Regions from separate parts of the Columba livia genome. Here region 2 is linked to region 1. Evidence: chromatin contacts called from public Hi-C data. All regions are on one chromosome and are shown on one strand. The core of a region is the stretch at or near the end of the contact, and the rest is flanking DNA. Distances in the headings are between cores, read along the strand shown.

Region 1 (4,233 bases), core at 678-3,177:
GGCTGAGGTGAGTGCAAGAGGGTAGAGCAGGTCTAGAAATCCTGCACAAGGGCACTGTAGTTTCACCTGTGAGCTGAAACACTAAATGCCTTTGATGTAATGGGTCAGGCTGAAGACTTGCCAGGGGTAGCAAACAGGGAGCAGTAGCGTCTCCTTGCACCCAACTCCCACCTGTCCTCCTATAGGCTTTAAGCATCACCCTGAGCGCCTGTAGCTACAGGAGCTGGTGCTGGTGAAACTGGTGTAACAATTTCCTTGAGCCTTTTTGTTGAACTCACACCGAGGTACAAATTGTCACCTGCAACGTGGCAAGAAAAATAACTGCACTTTAAGCGGAGGGTGGGAGTATCGAAGCCCAGTGAATTATTTGTCACTTCAGTTTATGCTTTCACCTTGTGCAGTATGGAAACTGCACTTCGTTCTGGTCACAAGAATAGGAGGAAATGTTGCATTCTACATCAGAACAAGACGATAATCATTCAGTTTAAAGGTTAATTAAAGCCGAGAACCAATAGTCTGTAACTGGCTGCAAATTTCTGGCCACTTACCTTGTTACGCTGCTTCAGAGACGCCCTTTTCTGTAGCAGAAAAGGGCTGGAAACCATCACTGCATGTTTTGGAGCTGCACTAGCTGTAGGACGGGAAAGTCACAATCTTCATGCAAAGAAACGGGCGCAGCACAGCAAATATAACAGCAGTTTATGCATAACCTGGTTCTTCCCTGAGTGTACTTGGTTATTTTATAAAGAGTCGTAAAGCATAAGAAAACTGAAAGTTAAAGAGGCCGCACTTGAGCAGGGAATGGTGATTATAAACAAGAGTGCTGTTTTCTCCCAAGGCCCAGAAGGAGCTGCTCACTTCTTGGCTTCTAGCACCTACTTTTGAAGAGCGTAAGCAAAACATGAGAACACGGCTATTAAAGTCACACGGCTTTACTTAGAAGTGAGTTGCACGGCACACTGTGGATTACTCGATTAAAAAACTGTGTTCTTGACGTTTTGCTAATACATGGAACAAGTCACTTCAATAAAAAAGCTACATTAAAAAACAAAATTTAAAAAAGGCCAGCTGTTCATTCCTCACTCGCAAAATTCCCCAGCGCAATCAGCACTATTAACTAGACTGGAGTTGGACCAAGGGTTGGACTTGATGATCTCTGAGGTCTTTTCCAACCCAGTCGAGTCTGTGATTCTGTGTGACACCCCAGCAGCCAAATAGCTGCTGTACAGCTCGCCTTTCTCAAGTGAAACCACACACTGAAGCCAGCCAGGCCAGCTCACTCCAAACAGCCATGGTTTGTATTTGGCATCTGCTGGAGGTGACGGTGGTGGTTTGGTTTTTCCTGTGGTTCTTCTCAGCCATCCCGAGACTGGCTTACAAAGCCCAGCTCTGATACAGGCAGCACCTGAAATAAACATCGGAAGTTTGCCACTGTGCACAGACTGCAATCCAACAAATAAAACCCCCTTGCCATACTTAAATCACCTCCACGTATGCTTGTGAGTATGTAGGAAGAATATAGCTGTGTATATTTAGCAATTTAAAAAAAAAAATGCACAACATAAGATATTGTTACTCACGTCGTAAGTACTGGACATATTTTTTCCCCTTTGAACTCCAAATTTTAAGGTGTGGGGGGACTGGGTCATGGAGAAATCAACAGTCTGAGCTAACAGGGTGGTGAGGAAGGGGGCCAAGGTTATCCTGCTCTTCCTAAATAACTACCTTGTGGCCCTCAGAAACTTTTAAGAGCCTTCCTGCACCTTGCTAACACACATAATGGTTTTGTACAGACACGGATTTATAGTGCTTCCAAATCACAGCGTGAAGGGCTGAGGGATGTGGCAGCACAGAGCTGACCCCACTTGCGCTGCTGTGAGCGCCCACAGCCCCCACAGCCCCCTCCACGCCCGCACTCCTGCGACACGCGCGTCTCTGCACTTTTATTTGACGGAAGATGTTAAAGAAATCAGTAAACAAGTTTTCTAGCCCGGATTTTACCCCTGAGTTCACCTCCTTCCTTTTCCCAGTATAATGTGGCAAGCAGAATTGTTTTTCTTTGAGAAAACAAAACTAAACCCAAAAAACAACCCAACCAACCAAAACAATCCCCCTTTCTCATCTTCCCACTGCCGTCCAGGCGGTGTTGGCAGAGCAGTGTTTGTGCCACACCGCTGATGTCCCCTCCACCTGAGTGACGGTGACCTGCCTGCTCCTCCCAGGAGCTGCCATGACTCCCTGCTGCTCTTGGGTTTCACCAGCTGCTTCACCAACACGCGGCTCACACATTTAAAGATGATTTTGGGCTCGCCCTCTCTTCTCCTTTCAGGCTTTGCAAACATCAGATTACAAGAAACAATAACAAAGCCTGACGTATAGTGTTTGCTATTTGGGTGTTTATCTTCCTATGCTTCCGCCCTCTTCCCCTGCCACAAAAAGGCTGATTTGCCCCCTTCTCTCCCCCCACACTTACCCACTGAGCAGCCGTCTGCTGCACCCCCTCGCCCTCCATCGCGCCCTGGCCCTGCGCGGGACCCGCGGCAGCCAGAGCGGACTCGTACAGGTGCTCCGCGTGGGTTTCCAGCTCTTCTGACTGTTTTGCGATCAGGCCCAGAGTGTCTTTCAGAGCTGGAAAACAAAACGTGTGGCGGAAGTGGTAGTAACGTGCCAATACAACGTCTTTAAGAGCAATAAGAGAGAGTTCCACTTGCCTGGGCAGACTTTTGAAAGAAACCAAGTGTTAGAAATCAATAGGCTGATCTTCATCCTGCACAAGGTGTGATGCAGAGTTTGTGGGGGTGGGAGGTGACCTAGGAGGTGCCAGGTGAAGACTGAAGATACAGAAACAGAGGCTCCCAAAGGAAACCTTTGGGACTGTGTAAAAGCCCGTCCCTAATGCAGCACTCGACCACTAACGCCCCTTGGTGACTGCAGACCCCCACCTGCCCTTTAGAGATCCCATGTGCCTCAGGGGTCAGTACTGGGGCCAATATTATTCAATATATTCATTAACAATTTAGATGAGGGAATAGAGTGTACTATCAGCAAGTTTGCTGATGACACTAAGCTGGGGGGAGTGGCTGACACGCCAGAAGGCTGTGCTGCCATCCAGCGGGACCTGGACAGGCTGGAGAGTTGGGCAGGGAATAACCTAATGAAATTTAACAAGGGAAAGTGTAGAGTCCTGCATCTGGGCAGGAACAACCCCAGGTTCCAGTATAGGTTGGGAAATTACATGTTAGAGAGCAGTGTAGGGGAAAGGAACCTGGGGGTCCTGGTGGACAACAGGATGACCATGAGCCAGCACTGTGCCCTTGTGGCCAGGAAGGCCAATGGCATCCTGGGGTGTATTAGAAGGGGGGTGGTTAGTAGATCGAGAGAGGTCCTCCTTCCCCTCTACTCCACCCTGGTGAGACCACATCTGGAATATCGTGTCCAGGTCTGGGCCCCTCAGTTCCAGAAGGACAGGGAACTGCTGGAGAGGGTCCAGCGTAGGGCAACGAAGATGATTAAGGGAGTGGAGCACCTCCCTTATGAAGAAAGGCTGAGGGAGCTGGGGCTCTTTAGTTTGGAGAAGAGGAGACTGAGGGGTGACCTCATTAATGTTTACAGATATATAAAGGATGAGTGCCATGAGGACAGAGCCAGGCTCTTCTCGGTGGCAAACAATGATAGGACAAGGGGTAATGGGATCAAGCTGGAACACAAGAGGATCCACTTAAATTTGAGAAAAAACTTCTTCTCAGTGAGGGTGACAGAGCACTGGAACAGGCTGCCCAGGGAGGTTGTGGAGTCTCCTTCTCTGGAGACATTCAAAACCCACCTGGACATGTTCCTGTGTGACCTCACCTAGGCGTTCCTGCTCCAGCAGGGGGATTGGACTAGATGATCTTTTGAGGTCCCTTCCAATCCCAAACATACTGTGATACTGTGATACTGTGATGCCAGAGCTACTGCTCCGCATGTGCTGCACCACTGGCCAGGCTGGGCCGTCCCCCCAAATCGGCTGCCAATACCCACCCCCAAAGGGCATCAACTGCAAGCAGGATGTGAAAATCACCTCCTCCACTCTATGTTTAGGATAAAAACCTAAGAAGGGACTCGAAAGAGGCAGAAACACCCACATGACCCACTGGGGATGGCACAGCACAAGGCAAGGGTCGAGGCACAGTGCAGGTGTCAGCGCTCAGGAGTCGTCGCTTCAGCCCTCCAAGTGACCCCCAGGCCCCCCAG
Region 2 (4,056 bases), core at 1,408-3,907, 45 kb before region 1:
ATGAGGAAGCTCACAAAGTGGTCACATGACAAGTATTAAAATGAATACTAATATCCTTATCAGGTCTCTGTGCTTGATTCTTTCTGTTGATGCAACTCTCAAACACCCTAAACACAATTAGAGCAATTTGACGGGCCACAGAGCCACTTACGATCGTCCTATACCAATAAGAATATCCACCTCTAATGCTCTAGACCTCTGAGGTGCCATCGCCTGCCTCTGCCACACTCCGTGTCGCAAGAACTTCCTCCTCGTCACCTCTTCCTCAAAGATCGCTTGCAGCCAGAGACATTAGACGTCCTGCTGCAGCATAATAAGAACAGTAATTTTCAAAGACAAGTCTAAAATTAAAATTGCACCTCATCTTTCTAAAGATATTCTCCATTTTCATGTAATATTTCTGGCACCTGGCAAAAGATTTAACTTCAATCATGGTTTTAAGTATGACATATCACAGTGTATCAGAAATCATTTTGACATAAAGCATCTTTTATCCGTCATACTGAAAAAATATTTGAAAAATACTGGTTTAACAATATAGGACTAGTTGATAATCTCAATACACAGTTGAGGCTCGAAATATGTATTGGATGGAATTTTCTTCCACTTTATTTATCCCAAGTCAACCTAAATATTCCAAGCTTACTGACTTAACGATTATTTCTTGATACTTTACTCCCCTCAACATAACGAACTCTGCGGCCAGGGTACTTCCATACATGTGTTGTTCTGCTTAGAGACTGAACACAACCCAAATCTGCTGAAGTGATACAAGTCCACTGTTGTAGTTATTTATATCATGCTGGTACAACTCACAGAGGGGGAAAAAAAAGAAGTATAATTCCAAGATGTCTCTTGATTCAAAAGCACAAAGAGATATGTTACACTGTACAAAATCTGTGTTGCAAACCCAGCTTGGGAAACTGGGTAAAAATAATGGCTTCAACCCCATGGCCCACACTGCTGACATTACCCGTATACTAAACATTTTACAACCCAATGATGTATTGCTATGTAAAGGATCATGCTAAGGGATGAAGCTTTAAATGTTTGGTTTGGTTTTTTTTATATGGGCCTGACAGTAAAAGTATTAAATAATAATTTAAACAAACAAAACACCACCACCCACACAAAAAAGCTTACATGTCCCTTTGTAAGAAGAAAATTGTAAATGCCTTCTTTTTTCCTTTCCTTTTTCTAAATGAGTGTAAAAAGCACTCAAAGGCTCCAGATCCAACCCCAGCCCTATTAAAGATTTTTGCTTTAGGAGGAAAAATGAGAAGACATCACAACTGTCAAATGGCAGAACTGTCAAATGCGACGTTCTTCCTGAACCATTCTAATCATTCCAAATGCTAATTGCAAACCCCCCTAACTGAGGATGCTGAATGTCTAAGAAAACGGCCTTTGTTTCAACTATTCCCTCTTGGGCTTTAAAAAAAACCCATAAAATCTTTATTCCATGTGTTTATATTAAAAAACATCACTTCCCTATTTTTTTTGCTATTCAAGAGATCTTTACATGCTGTCAGCTTTGTTAACTCTTTGCATATTTTTTACTGGGGGAAACCCTGGATTGCTAAATAAAATTACCAAGGGGAAATATCCACCTAAAGCATCTTATCTTTTTGCTTTAAAATGGTATCTTCTCCACTTCCTGTTGAGGCGCCTCACAGCCCGCGTACACCGACAAAAGGATGAATTTCTAGTGGGTGCTGACACGGTCACAGAGAGCGGAAAAGGTGCAAGGACGAGGAGAAAACCTTTGGGGGGGTCCCATGATTTAAAAAATGCCAATTTTGAGTAAATTGCAGATCGGGAAGGTACGGAGGAAAGGATGCTGCTCCATTTTGACCAGCAAAAAACGCCGCATCGTTTCCCTAAAGCTAATAATCCTGAATGCATAGGACACATCTCTGGTTGCTCAGTGTATAATGGGCTCATTCAGAATTTTTTTAAAAACGGGATTTTTTGTTAAGCGCCCGTTGCTACAGAGAGGTTGGCTCCAGACATGGAGAGAAACAAGATATTCACGGTAAGACAGCAAAATGCCGGGGGGGGCAGGGGAGGGGGCGCGCGGGGGGGCACAGCACATCATCTGCGCACCAGACACAGCACCCAAAACCCCCGCACGGCAGGCGCTGCTCAGCCGGTTCAGCGACAACCCAACAACCGGCAGAGCGCCGGGATCGCCGTTTCTCGGCGCCGAGCTCCTGCCGCCCATTCATTCCGCAGGCCCGCACCGGCCCCTCGCACCGCGCAGCCGGGGCCGCGGGAGGGCGGGCGCGGTGCTCGGCGGCCCCGGGCAGCGCCTGGGCACCGAGTGGCAGGCGGCCGGGCCCGGTGGCGGCGGCGCAGGCCGGGCGCGGCCCGCGGGCGTGCCGGCAGGAAGCCGGGCCGGGCTGGGGGGGTGTCGCCCTGCTTCCCCTTCCCCCCCCTCCCCAGCCCCGGCTGCAGGGCGGGTCCCGGGGCCGGAGCAACTCACCCCGGTGCCGTTGTCGCACACCACCACCTTCCTGCCCAGCGTGTCCATCCCTGCGCCGCCGCCGCCCGCACCGACACCGACACCGACCCGGCCGCTCCCGCCGCCCTCAGCCTCCGCCGGGCCCCCCCGCCCGCGCGCCCGCCCTGCCGCCCGCCGCGCGCGCACGCCGGAAGCCGTCAGAGCCCGCCACCGCCCAATCAGCGCGGCGACACCCCCCCCCTTCCCGCTCCGCCTGGTCTCGCCCCGTTGCCATGGCGGCGGCCCCGCGGCCGCGCAGGCTTCACAGGCCGGGGCACTCCCGGGCAGGAAAGCGGCCCGAAAACCATTCATTCTTTCTTTTCGCCTTTCGACGGACGGACAGACAGCGGCGCAGGAGCGCGTGCACGGGGCGCCCGGGGCAGCCGTGGCACGGATCCGGGCGGGAGAGGCGTCCCCGCCTCCCGAGGACAGCAGGCCGCAGCCCCGGGGTGAGGGGCTGCCCGCCCGCCCCCCGCACACCTGGTTCACCTGCCGGCTCTCCTGGCACAGGGCAAAATTAGGCACCCTTTAAGGAGCTATTTGCCATTAATAGAACGCTGAGAGGGGATCTTATAAATGTTTATAAATATCTCAAGGGTGGGTGTCAAGAGGATGGACCAGACTCTTTTCAGTGGTGCCCAGTGACAGGATGAGGGGCAATGGGCACGGACTGAAGCACAGGGGGTTCCTTCTAAACATGAGGAGAAACTTCTTCACTTTGAGGTGCCAGAGCCCTGGAACAGGCTGCCCGGAGAGGCTGTGGAGTCTCCTTCTCTGGAGACATTCAAACCCAGCTGGACACATTCCTGTGTGATCTGCTCTGGTGAACCTGCTTTAGCAGGTGGGTTGGACTGGATCATCTCCAGAGGTCCCTTCAACCACAACCATTCTGTGGTTCTGTTAATATTGTGTTATTTTATAGCTCGTCATCCTAGAAGAGCTTTTACACTCCCCAAGAGGTTTTGCCCAGGTCTGCTCGGCACATGGTTCGCATTTTTTCCAATGGACTCCAAATAAAGGAAAGAATAAATACAATCTCCTGGTTTGCCTCTGGTGGTCCACGATTTTTGACTCGTGTTCCTCAAAGTTCCACTGACTTCCATGAAGCTTGAGAATTCAGGAACAAACCCCCACCTTTTACTCCTGTGCCACGAGCTACATCATGAGTCTGCTATGAACAACAGCCTGTTACAATTAGGCATAGCAGAAACAATATAAACGCAAGGGGGCTTTAATAGTTATATGAGTTATGTAAATAATGGCGGTTGTGATTTTTTTTTTCCAACTTGAACTTTACAGATTAGTGGGAAGAATCAGAAATTTTTAAAAACCAGAATATAGGCCATAATATTTGACCTTTTTTTTTTTAAAGAAAAAAAAAAAACCTTAAATCATAACCAGATATTGAGAATGAGGAGAAGACAGAGTATTGCCTAGGAGGGTGAAGAGGCTATGGAAACAAACGTGGACTAATCCAGTGCCAGCCAGCTCTAATGGAAGGACACTCTGGAACCGTAGCAGCTTTACCTGGGTATGAATTGCTTTCTAATACC

What was found. A called contact is a pair of places that touch in the nucleus more often than the background predicts.
Region 2: a contact with region 1 is called in a Hi-C map of liver, with 2.5 times the contacts expected there. The contact joins the promoter of ACTR2 here to the enhancer-like site in region 1. A contact is called at or near these places in 2 of 2 Hi-C or Micro-C datasets (crop and liver).

The regions. Positions count from the first base shown.
Region 1 is chr3:112,440,030-112,444,262 of bColLiv1.pat.W.v2, reverse strand. It overlaps CEP68 (centrosomal protein 68), which reads right to left. Exons shown (of 8, transcript XM_065059812.1): 7 at 2,474-2,628; 8 at 917-1,405. The coding sequence ends at 1,355. Among named protein-coding and RNA genes, the nearest start is that of RAB1A, 17 kb to the left of the region's middle. Within about 2 kb of position 1,927, at least 1 of the 3 cell types and tissues checked has an H3K27ac peak away from gene starts, as active enhancers do.
Region 2 is chr3:112,486,046-112,490,101 of bColLiv1.pat.W.v2, reverse strand. ACTR2 (actin related protein 2) reads right to left here and starts at 2,657. Exons shown (of 9, transcript XM_065059841.1): 1 at 2,486-2,657. The coding sequence starts at 2,533. It overlaps LOC110360829 (a long non-coding RNA gene), which reads left to right and starts at 1,693. Exons shown (of 9, transcript XR_010471902.1): 1 at 1,693-2,035; 2 at 3,876-4,034.